Linked DNA regions of Sus scrofa: all the other regions are linked to region 3. Evidence: chromatin contacts called from public Hi-C data. All regions are on one chromosome and are shown on one strand. The core of a region is the stretch at or near the end of the contact, and the rest is flanking DNA. Distances in the headings are between cores, read along the strand shown. Region 1 holds the start of CARMIL3 (capping protein, Arp2/3 and myosin-I linker protein 3). Region 2 holds the start of IRF9 (interferon regulatory factor 9). Region 3 holds the start of DCAF11 (DDB1- and CUL4-associated factor 11).

Region 1 (2,734 bases), core at 4-2,503, 60 kb before region 3:
TCTTTCCTATGCTCTGAAGATGCCAGCTACATCACTGGGGAGACAGTGGTAGTGGGTGGAGGGACCGCATCCCGCCTCTGAGGACCTGGAGAGCATCCACCAGGGCAGAGATTGGGCTCCAGCTCCTGTTCCAGCATTCATCAACTGGTTTCCCACCTCTGCCTAGCATTCTGCTCACAATACACCATAACCCCTACCCACCCCCCCCAAATCAGTTCTGCCCTGTGAAAAGAGCCAGCGTCCTTGTCCTCTGCTGTCAAGCTGTGGTCTAATGAGGATTTTCCCTGTTGCTGTAGCCTTCAATAAAGACCTCCCCTGAGAGCACAAGGTAGACCTGCTCAGAGGGCTGAGTCTACCTTAGCAAAGATCAACTAATTTTTTTTTTTTTTTTTTTTTTTTCTGGGCATCAGGGTAATTTGAGGGATATGGGAGAAGGAAACCTGGATTGGAGGGAACAGGGTTAGAAATCAACGACGTGCAAATCTAGTGCAAAGAAAATGCAAATGATCACAGTGGTTTGAATCAATGTTCATTTTTCAGCGTAGGGTGCATAGGTGTGTTAGCCAAGCAGAGAGCCTAAATTTGAGTGGACGGGATGCCCTTAAGGTTCTCCTGGATCCCAAGTCTGCATCCCCTTAGCCTTCCTCCCTGTCTCCAGGACCTGAGCGTAAGGCTCCGGGATGGGGATGGAGGTGTTTGCAGAGCTGCCAGCAGGGAGGAGGTGGCGCGGGAATTCCCAGGTGCTACTCTCGGCCGCACACCCGCGGGGACGGTGCCAAGGACGCCGCAGGGATCCCCAAGGCTGGGCAAGCGGGAAAAGAAGGATAAACTGCTCTAGATCCGGCCAGGTCCTCTCCCAACATTGCCCTCAGCCGCGAGTTCCTTCCTTCGCGGTTCAGCAAGGACAACCTGGACGGGTCCCGAGCAAGAAATGAAAAGGGAGGAGCCTTGCAAGAATGACCCGGCAAGGGGTACACAGAGCTACAAACAAAAGAAATGGGTTCTGCTCACAGTGCCCGAGGAGTGGGGTGACACGAAAAGTGGGGACCCTGCCCCCCGCCTGGGAGATGACCCGGGCTCCAGGAGACAAGCACAGGGCGTCGCACGCGGGGGCCGGCGGGAGGGGTGGGCGCGAGCGCGCGCGGGGTCTCACGCGGCTCCGAGGCGCGGCGCGCATGCTCAGTCTGGCACCTCTCCGGGAGGGGCGGGAGACCCGGCGCTCCGAGGCGGGGGGAGGAGCGCTCGCGCAGCCGCCCCTGACAGGAGCGGGCTCCGCGGCTGCTGCAGCGCTCAGCGCCGGGGCCCTGCCGGAGCCGGGTCTAGCATGTGCCGCGGCTCCCCGGCGGCGGCAGCGGCGGCAGCGGCTCCTCTGCAGCAACACCGGCAGCAACGGCCGCCATGGCCAAGTCCAGCGCGGAGCTCACCCGCGAGCTGCAAGGTACGAGGCTGCGGTGGTCTCCGGGACGCCCCGTCCGGGAGCCTCCCAGACCCAGTGCGTTCCTCTCCGCGGTACACCCCGGTGCCTCCCGCCCCTCATGCATCCCCATTCCAAGGCACCCCCCTGCCCCTGCATCCCAGCTCGGGGTATCGCTGTCCCCAGAGCATCCTCCGCTGGCCCCCTCTTCTCACCCTGTCAGGACCTTCCTGTCCCAGAGCCTCCCGTCCCGATCTTCAGTGACAGATGCAGTCCCTTTACGCTCCCTGGGGCTGACTCTCAGCAATCCTGGCCCAACCCTCGGCGAAGCATCCAGTCTCTCCTCCAGAGAGTCCCCGTTTCCCCGCCGGGCGGGGCCAGGCCCGCCCCGCCGGGTGATGGGAGCTGCCCCAGGTCCTGACCGCCTCTGGGCTCAACACCCTTCCTCCTCTGGGCCCCGCCCCGGAACTGGCTCCGGAGAGCCCCATGGCAGCCCGTCTCTGCACCCCGGCCAGTGGGGCAAAGAAGGGAGTCAGGAAAGAGGGCCCGAATTGGAGCAAAAACCAAGAGGAGGGTCTCTGCAGCTCTCCTACCACGGCCCCGGTCCCAGCCTGCCCTCTTCTCTCTACCCCCCTCACCCAACACCTCAAGGCCTCTCCTGCCTTGCAGCAGTTCTTAGACTTGGTCCAAACCAAGGGCCGATCCCCTAGCTCTGCCACAACCCTGACCCCCAGAGGCGGGAGCACAGGCTAGCCCACGCAGAGACCAGGACGCTCAAGGATACTCAGAGGCATGCTCTGCACCGTTTCAATTTCCCACACCTCCACACACACACAAGCACAATCTTGAGATGTGTGTACACACATCTTTGCAGAAACAGCACACACACACACATGCACATACATACTGGGATATCTGGATGGTTTCGCCAGCAGATGGGTTTGGGACTCATTTAAACACTCCTTCCTACCTCCCTACCCCCTACTCAGAACTGGCTGGCTCTATGCCCCTTTCACAACTGCAAGCACAGCATACTCATTCACACTTAGCCATGCCCACCAATACCACACACGGGCTCCCTGGCATCTTCTTTACATGCATAGTAAAAGGCAGACACTCACACCCAGACCACCTAAAATATAGTCAAAGGGACACCCCCACACTCCCCACACTGACTCACTGTGGATGTGTCCACAGCTGCTGGACTACACGGGTCAGAAAAATCCTTCACATTCTCTCACAGTGTCACTCAGCTACTGTCCCCCCTCGGTTTTCTCCACACCCTCCAGCCTCTCTAATAAAAAAGAAAAGTCACCCAAG
Region 2 (2,918 bases), core at 341-2,840, 41 kb after region 3:
CAGATCCCAAGTGGCTGTGGCTGTGGCATAGGCCAGCAGCTGCAGCTCTGATTTGACTCCTAGCCTGGGAACCTCCATATGCAGCAGATGCAGCCCTAAAAAGCATAAAAAAAAAAAAAAAAAAAAAAAAAAAAAGGTGGTCTGCATGATGGCATCTCTGTGTTCCCTCCCTGGAGGCTGCCTCCCATGCCTCTGTCATATCCCAGCTCTCTTGGGGCTTTGTGGTCCATGGCCTTCCTCCCCCTGACAGAGTCCCTTCCTTCCCTTACCCCTAGGTGGCTGCCGAGTGATGGAGCAGAAGGAGGTGCCCAATGGCTTCCGGGACGAAGCCTGTGGCAAGGAGACTCCTGCTGGCTATGCTGGCCTCTGCCAGTGAGTGGCAGGCAGGGCATGAAGCATGGCAGTGGGGGGGAGACAGAGGGACTGGGTCTCTGGGATCAGTAGGTCCTGCAAGGAGTGGGAGATGGGGCCCTTCCAGGCAAGAGGCAAAGAGAGGTAGTAGCAGGCAGTGGGCGCAGGTTGGCAAGCGCCTACCGAGCCACGGGTGAGGGGTGTCGGTCTTGTTCATCCGAGGATCAGCCAAACAGAAGAACAAATATTTCGCTCTATCATCTCCCCAGGGCACACTACAAAGAATATCTTGTGAGCCTCATCAATGCCCACTCTCTGGACCCAGCCACCCTGTATGAGGTGGAGGAGCTGGAGACAGCTGCCGAGCGCTACCTGCACATGCACCCCCAGCCGCTGCCTGGGGAGGATCCCCCAACCTATCACGCACGCTTATTGCAGGTAAAGCCTTCCCCCGGCCTGGCCCCTGAGCCCACTCCCTAGAAATCCCCTGTCCTGCCTGTGTCTGAGCCCTGTGCTTCGTTTCATCATCTTCTCTCTCCTTCTGCAGAAGCTGATAGAAGAGGTGCCCTTGGGACAGAGTATCCCCCGCAGGAGGAAGTAGCTGAGGGCGAGGGTCCCTTGGTCCGACTTCCTCAGGAGCAGCTCCAGCACTAATAAAGAGGCATTTCCTTGCCCAGGCTTCTTGGTGGTCCTTCTTCCTGACCCCACCATCTGGGGGCACCAGGGAAGGGGGGGTGGTGAACAGAGCTTTGCCAAAAGGGCTCCCTCAGCCCGCTGACCAGCCCACTCTGGACTCAGGCCAAGAAGGAACTGGCCTCGCGGCTGGCCAGGGGAGGCCCTCCGCATCCAGCCCCCTGGCCTGAGCTTCTCTTTCCCTGCCTCCTTGCTTTCACCAAATCCAGCTGATGTGTGGGCTCACCTAGTAGGTAGCAAGCAGGCACTGTAGGGGAAGGCAGATGCCCAAGTAGTACAGAGCTAACCAGCGGCCCCAGGCCAGACTCCAGGATACTGCAGCCTCCCTGGGGAAGCAGCTGTGTCACAGAGATGGTGGGATCCGAGCAAGAAGTGTCCTGAGGGAGGAAAGGGAATGAGGCCCAGCGGGCCAACCATAAGCATCTCAGCTGCTGCTTCCCCCTAGTGGCAACCAGTTGCCCTGCAACTCGGAGACCACGTGATTTCGGGGAAACGGACCTCCCTGAAGGAGAACTGAAACTTAGGGTGGGGACTGTAGAAAGGGGCGGAGAAATCCAGAAGCTGCCTAGCCGGGAGCTGAGCTGTGGTCGGCTGAGCCCTGGGACAGCCTGCACAGCAGCTCAGGTAAGATTAACCAAAAACGGCTGTCAGCCTGGGTCAAGGTCGGGGAAGCCCTGCGGGAGGTGGTGGGTGGGGGCTCCTAGGGACCCCCCTGCTAGACAGAGGAATACCAGAAGGCTTGTGAACCAGGGAGCTGGAAGTTTGGCTTGAGTGAAAGACTGGTCAGGGGCCGGTGTCCCACACCTTATCTGTTGGCAAAGGACAGGAGGACCTACTACCGGGTTCTTGAGGGAAGAAGGCATTGCCCCATCCCCGATTGTTTTGCTGCCTTCTGGCCCTGCCCACTTCCGCCCCAGCTCTGCCCCCTCTCTCTGCCCCACCTACCCCTGGGACAAGCAGGGGGGAGGGTTAGGGGGCATCAAAGGATAAGTTGTGGGGATGGTGGGTGAAGAGGGTTGATGAGGCATCTCAAGCAGCTGCTGTATCTGCAAATGCTTGGGGGTGTCAAGCTCTCTCACTGGGAGCAGGACACCAGGGCATTTTCCTTCCAAACAATAGATTCCTAAAAAGTCTTAAGACCAATTCCTGTTGCCTTCCAGATGCTACATCTTGGTAGTTTGCCTGTTTGTTTGTCTTTTTGCCTTTTCTAAGGCCGTTTCCGAGGCTCATGGAGGTTCCCAGGCTAGGGGTCTAATCAGAGCTGTATCCACCGGCCACAGCCAGAGCCACAGCAGCGTGGGATCCGAGCTGCGTCTGCGACCTACACCACAGCTCACGGCAACGCTGGATCCTTAACTCACTGAGCAAGGCCAGGGATCGAACCTGCAACCTCATGGTTCCTAGTCGGATTTGTTAACCACTGCGCCACAACAGGAACTCCAGATGCTACATCTTGGGATGTTAAAGTATTTCCGGTGATTGCTAGTGATGACAGAAACAAAACAATTCAGCCTCAGAATTCTGAGATATGTCCAGAGACAAAAGACAGAGGGGGTCTCTGGCAGCCCTTTGCCAGAATCCAGTCCCTCTGGCGAGGATCTCACTCTTCCCAAAATGTCCAGTGACAGCTTCCCACTGATCTTATCCCCAGGATGGCTTCAGGCAGGGCTCGCTGCACCCGAAAGCTCCGGAACTGGGTGGTGGAGCAAGTGGAGAGCGGGCAGTTCCCAGGAGTGTGCTGGGACGACGACGCCAAGACCATGTTCCGGATTCCCTGGAAGCATGCGGGCAAGCAGGATTTCCGGGAGGATCAGGATGCAGCCTTCTTCAAGGTGAAGGGCCTGGAAACCGGCCCCTCAGAGGGAGGGACGGAG
Region 3 (2,977 bases), core at 85-2,584:
TTATTTAACCTGTAGCAGTGCGTTTGGATCTTTTGTTTCCAGTGTCTTACTACGGTCAATAATTGCTCTGTGGGGAGTTCCCTGTCATGGCGCAGCGGAAACTAATCCAACTAGAATCCAGGAGGACGCCTGTTAGATCCCTGGCCTCACTCAGTGGGGTAAAGGATCCGGCGTTGCTGTGACTGTGGTGTAGGCCGGCAGCTGTAGCTCCAATTTAACCCCTGGCCTGGGAACCTTCATATGTCGGGGGGGGGGGGCGGCCCAAAGAGCAGAAGAAAAAAAAAAAAGAATTTCAAAGTGTGATAACAGAACATTAAACCAAGCGTGGGTTCTGTACAGGTCGCACACCCATGAAGCTGGCCCTGGTGACCAGAGATAATAAGCTAGCTCTGATCTAGCGATCTAGAAACCAAGGGGTATCACCAGAAGGATAACCACACCCTCGCCTACCCAGGGAGAGTGAGCCCCAGGAGAGCCCAAATTAAAGCCCGCCTCCCTCATCCCTCCTGCCCTCAGGAGGCTCTGGGCAGCACTTTTAATTAAGCGTCCCGGCTGGGGGCACTGAGAGGCAGCTTGGACCCCGGGCCTAGGCGCCCAGCACGGTCAATCGACCCACAACCCCCCAGCCTGGGCGAGGATCCCTAGGTACACAAGTCTCGTCCTTGAACTCTGCCGAGTTACTCATAAACCCGGAGGAAGGGGTAGGAGGGGGTAGGAGGCGCCGCGCGTGCACACCCTGGTCCTGCGCAGAGGCGCCCCAAGGACAGAGGGTCTAAGGAAAGTCTTCGAATCCTCCCAGGGTTAGGGTTAGGGTTAGAATCAGAGGCGAACTGACCATAATGAAAGGTCAGTGAGGACCCGCGGATGCACTAGGGAGCGTCTACAAAGACTGCGAAGCCAGGGGTCATCTAAAAAGTTGCCTGAGTGACTAACGGAAGGTCTAGAAAGGGCGGTCCCCAAGAGAACAAGGCTTCCGGAAGCTACGCCCGGAAGGGAGGGTGTGAAGGCCTAGGTGCATCTGTGACGCGAACGCATTCCCAAAAGAGCCGCGCACCGCTTAGGACCGGACCGGCTGAAGCTGCAGCCTGAGAAAAAAAGCAGTGCTAGAGAGCGAAGTGGGGGCGGGGGAGGGGGTCGTGCCTAGGGGAGGAAAGAGAGGCCCCTTAGAGATCCTCTGAAAAGTGCGAAGCTAAATGTTGTTAAGGGACTGACAGCAAATTATTTCCCTTGTTAAGACACCTCTGGGCAGCGAATCACAAACTTCTTTTGTAAGCCCCGCCCCTCGCCCATGAGGTCTAGTTCCGTTGTTTCTGATTCAAGAAGCAGCCAGTTCCGCACTTAACGCCTCCCAACCAGAAGCGACCGCTCCTCCTGGATCGCGCGCTTTCCCCTCCCCTAGCACTCATCACACACTTTCTCCCGCCCATCTGTCAATCACCGCTCTCAGCTGTCCAGTGAGCGGGCCAAGGGGGCGGGGCCGTCAGGGGCGTCGCGTGACGTTGCAGTCCGCCGGCGGCAGAGCCTGGAGATGCGTGACGAAGGAAGCGCGTGACGAAGGAGCTGTTGGCCGACGCCGGAGGGCAGTCGGTGTAAACAAGGCCTTGCGCCGCTGCGGGTCCTGAGACCTCTCCTGGCTGGTGGGTGGTCTCTCGCAGGCCTACCCCCCTTAGCTTACACATCCCTGGCACACCACGTGGGCGTGAGGCGAGGAAGGAGGGGGTTAAGTGGAGTTTTAACTTCATTGGTTGTCGCTGCCGCCGGCTTTTGGGAGGGAGTGTGCTGATTGGCCGGTAAGGGGGGCGTCGGGGGGTCCTAAGGCTTCTGATTGGTTAGATGGGATAAGCTAATGAGGCGCTTTCTTCTGCGAGGGTTTTTGATTGGTCGGCCTGAGAGGTTACCTGGGAATCCACCCCACCCTCAGGGACTTTGATAGGTGAGTTTGAGGTAGAAAACTGAGAAATTCCTCTTCAAAGGATTCTTACTGGTGAGCTAAGGTCACGCCCTAGACTTCACTCTGTTTTTTTTTGCTTCACAGGATTGGGAAAGGTTTGTGTTCCCGAAGCTTTGGGAGTTGTTACAGGCCAAGGAGAAGGGTTCTCAGTCCCTAAGAAGTGTAGCCTTCCTAGTTATAGCTACCGCCGTACCTCAGGAGACCCTGGTATTTCTAGAGCAGGGTTTGCTTTCATCAAACCCAAGGAGGTGACAGGAGGAGTCCCTGCACAGGACTTAAGGATGCTGTGACCAGAAGATGGGATCACGGAACAGCAGCAGTGCAGGAACTGGGTCCGGAGACCCCTCCGAGGGCTTGCCCCGAAGAGGGGCTGGCCTGCGTCGGAGTGAGGAAGAGGAAGAGGAGGATGAAGATGTGGATCTGGCCCAGGTACTGGCCTATCTCCTACGCAGGTAACTTACCCTCTGGTGTGTCCCCACCAGGCGCCACCACAGTCCCTTGATCCCAGCTCCAATCAGGGAAGTTACAGATAATAGGAAGTGGGATTATCCCAGGACTACCTTTCTGTTTGAGCAGAACATCCCTCCCTGCTGGACACTCAGGGCACTCAGCTTCATACCCAGTAAGAGTGGGTTTTGCCTAGGGAGGGTCAGCTAGATGACTTGCTCTTATGTTTGAGGGAACTGTTCAGGGGAGTCTTTTTAGTTATGACTACACAAATGTAGATTATTTTTCACGTAAATAAGAAATGGGGGGGGCGGTTGCCTGGTGGAAAAGGAATGATGTGAGGGTTGAAAAGTGCTGGGAAGGTGGGTATTGAACTTTAGTGAAGTTATTGACACATGATATGAGGCCATGTGGATTTACTGGAAAAACAAGTTTAAATTAACTCTAATCCTGTTTTTGAGGAAAGATTGCTTTGAGGGAAGTGACCACCAGGAATTGACTGGAAAGGGGTGCAACTGGCTTTGGTTCTTAGCTATGGCTTCTTGGGGAGAAAAAAACCTTGGGAGTCCCTTCAGAACA

The links. Hi-C and Micro-C count contacts between places; a contact is called where the count stands out from the background.
Region 1: a contact with region 3 is called in a Hi-C map of embryonic fibroblasts, with 7 times the contacts expected there. The contact joins the promoter of CARMIL3 here to the promoter of DCAF11 in region 3. A contact is called at or near these places in 4 of 5 promoter capture datasets (fetal liver, fetal skeletal muscle and liver), 31 of 47 Hi-C or Micro-C datasets (adipose tissue, alveolar macrophages, blood and 15 more) and 2 of 2 datasets of contacts at active chromatin or transcription factors (alveolar macrophages and skeletal muscle).
Region 2: a contact with region 3 is called in a Hi-C map of liver, with 3 times the contacts expected there. The contact joins the promoter of IRF9 here to the promoter of DCAF11 in region 3. A contact is called at or near these places in 6 of 47 Hi-C or Micro-C datasets (epiblast stem cells, fetal heart ventricle, heart right ventricle and 2 more) and 2 of 2 datasets of contacts at active chromatin or transcription factors (alveolar macrophages and skeletal muscle).

What each region holds. Positions count from the first base shown.
Region 1 is chr7:75,239,762-75,242,495 of Sscrofa11.1, reverse strand. CARMIL3 (capping protein, Arp2/3 and myosin-I linker protein 3) reads left to right here and starts at 1,253. Exons shown (of 41, transcript XM_021099222.1): 1 at 1,253-1,438. The coding sequence starts at 1,399. DHRS4 (dehydrogenase/reductase (SDR family) member 4) reads left to right here. Exons shown (of 8, transcript NM_214019.2): 8 at 1-375. The coding sequence ends at 81. LOC106504467 (a long non-coding RNA gene) reads right to left here. Exons shown (of 2, transcript XR_001297957.2): 1 at 1,630-2,734; 2 at 517-1,431.
Region 2 is chr7:75,138,313-75,141,230 of Sscrofa11.1, reverse strand. It overlaps IRF9 (interferon regulatory factor 9), which reads left to right and starts at 1,590. Exons shown (of 9, transcript NM_001078670.1): 1 at 1,590-1,668; 2 at 2,696-2,876. The coding sequence starts at 2,697.
Region 3 is chr7:75,179,494-75,182,470 of Sscrofa11.1, reverse strand. DCAF11 (DDB1- and CUL4-associated factor 11) reads left to right here and starts at 1,334. Exons shown (of 15, transcript XM_001928359.5): 1 at 1,334-1,933; 2 at 2,036-2,403. The coding sequence starts at 2,249.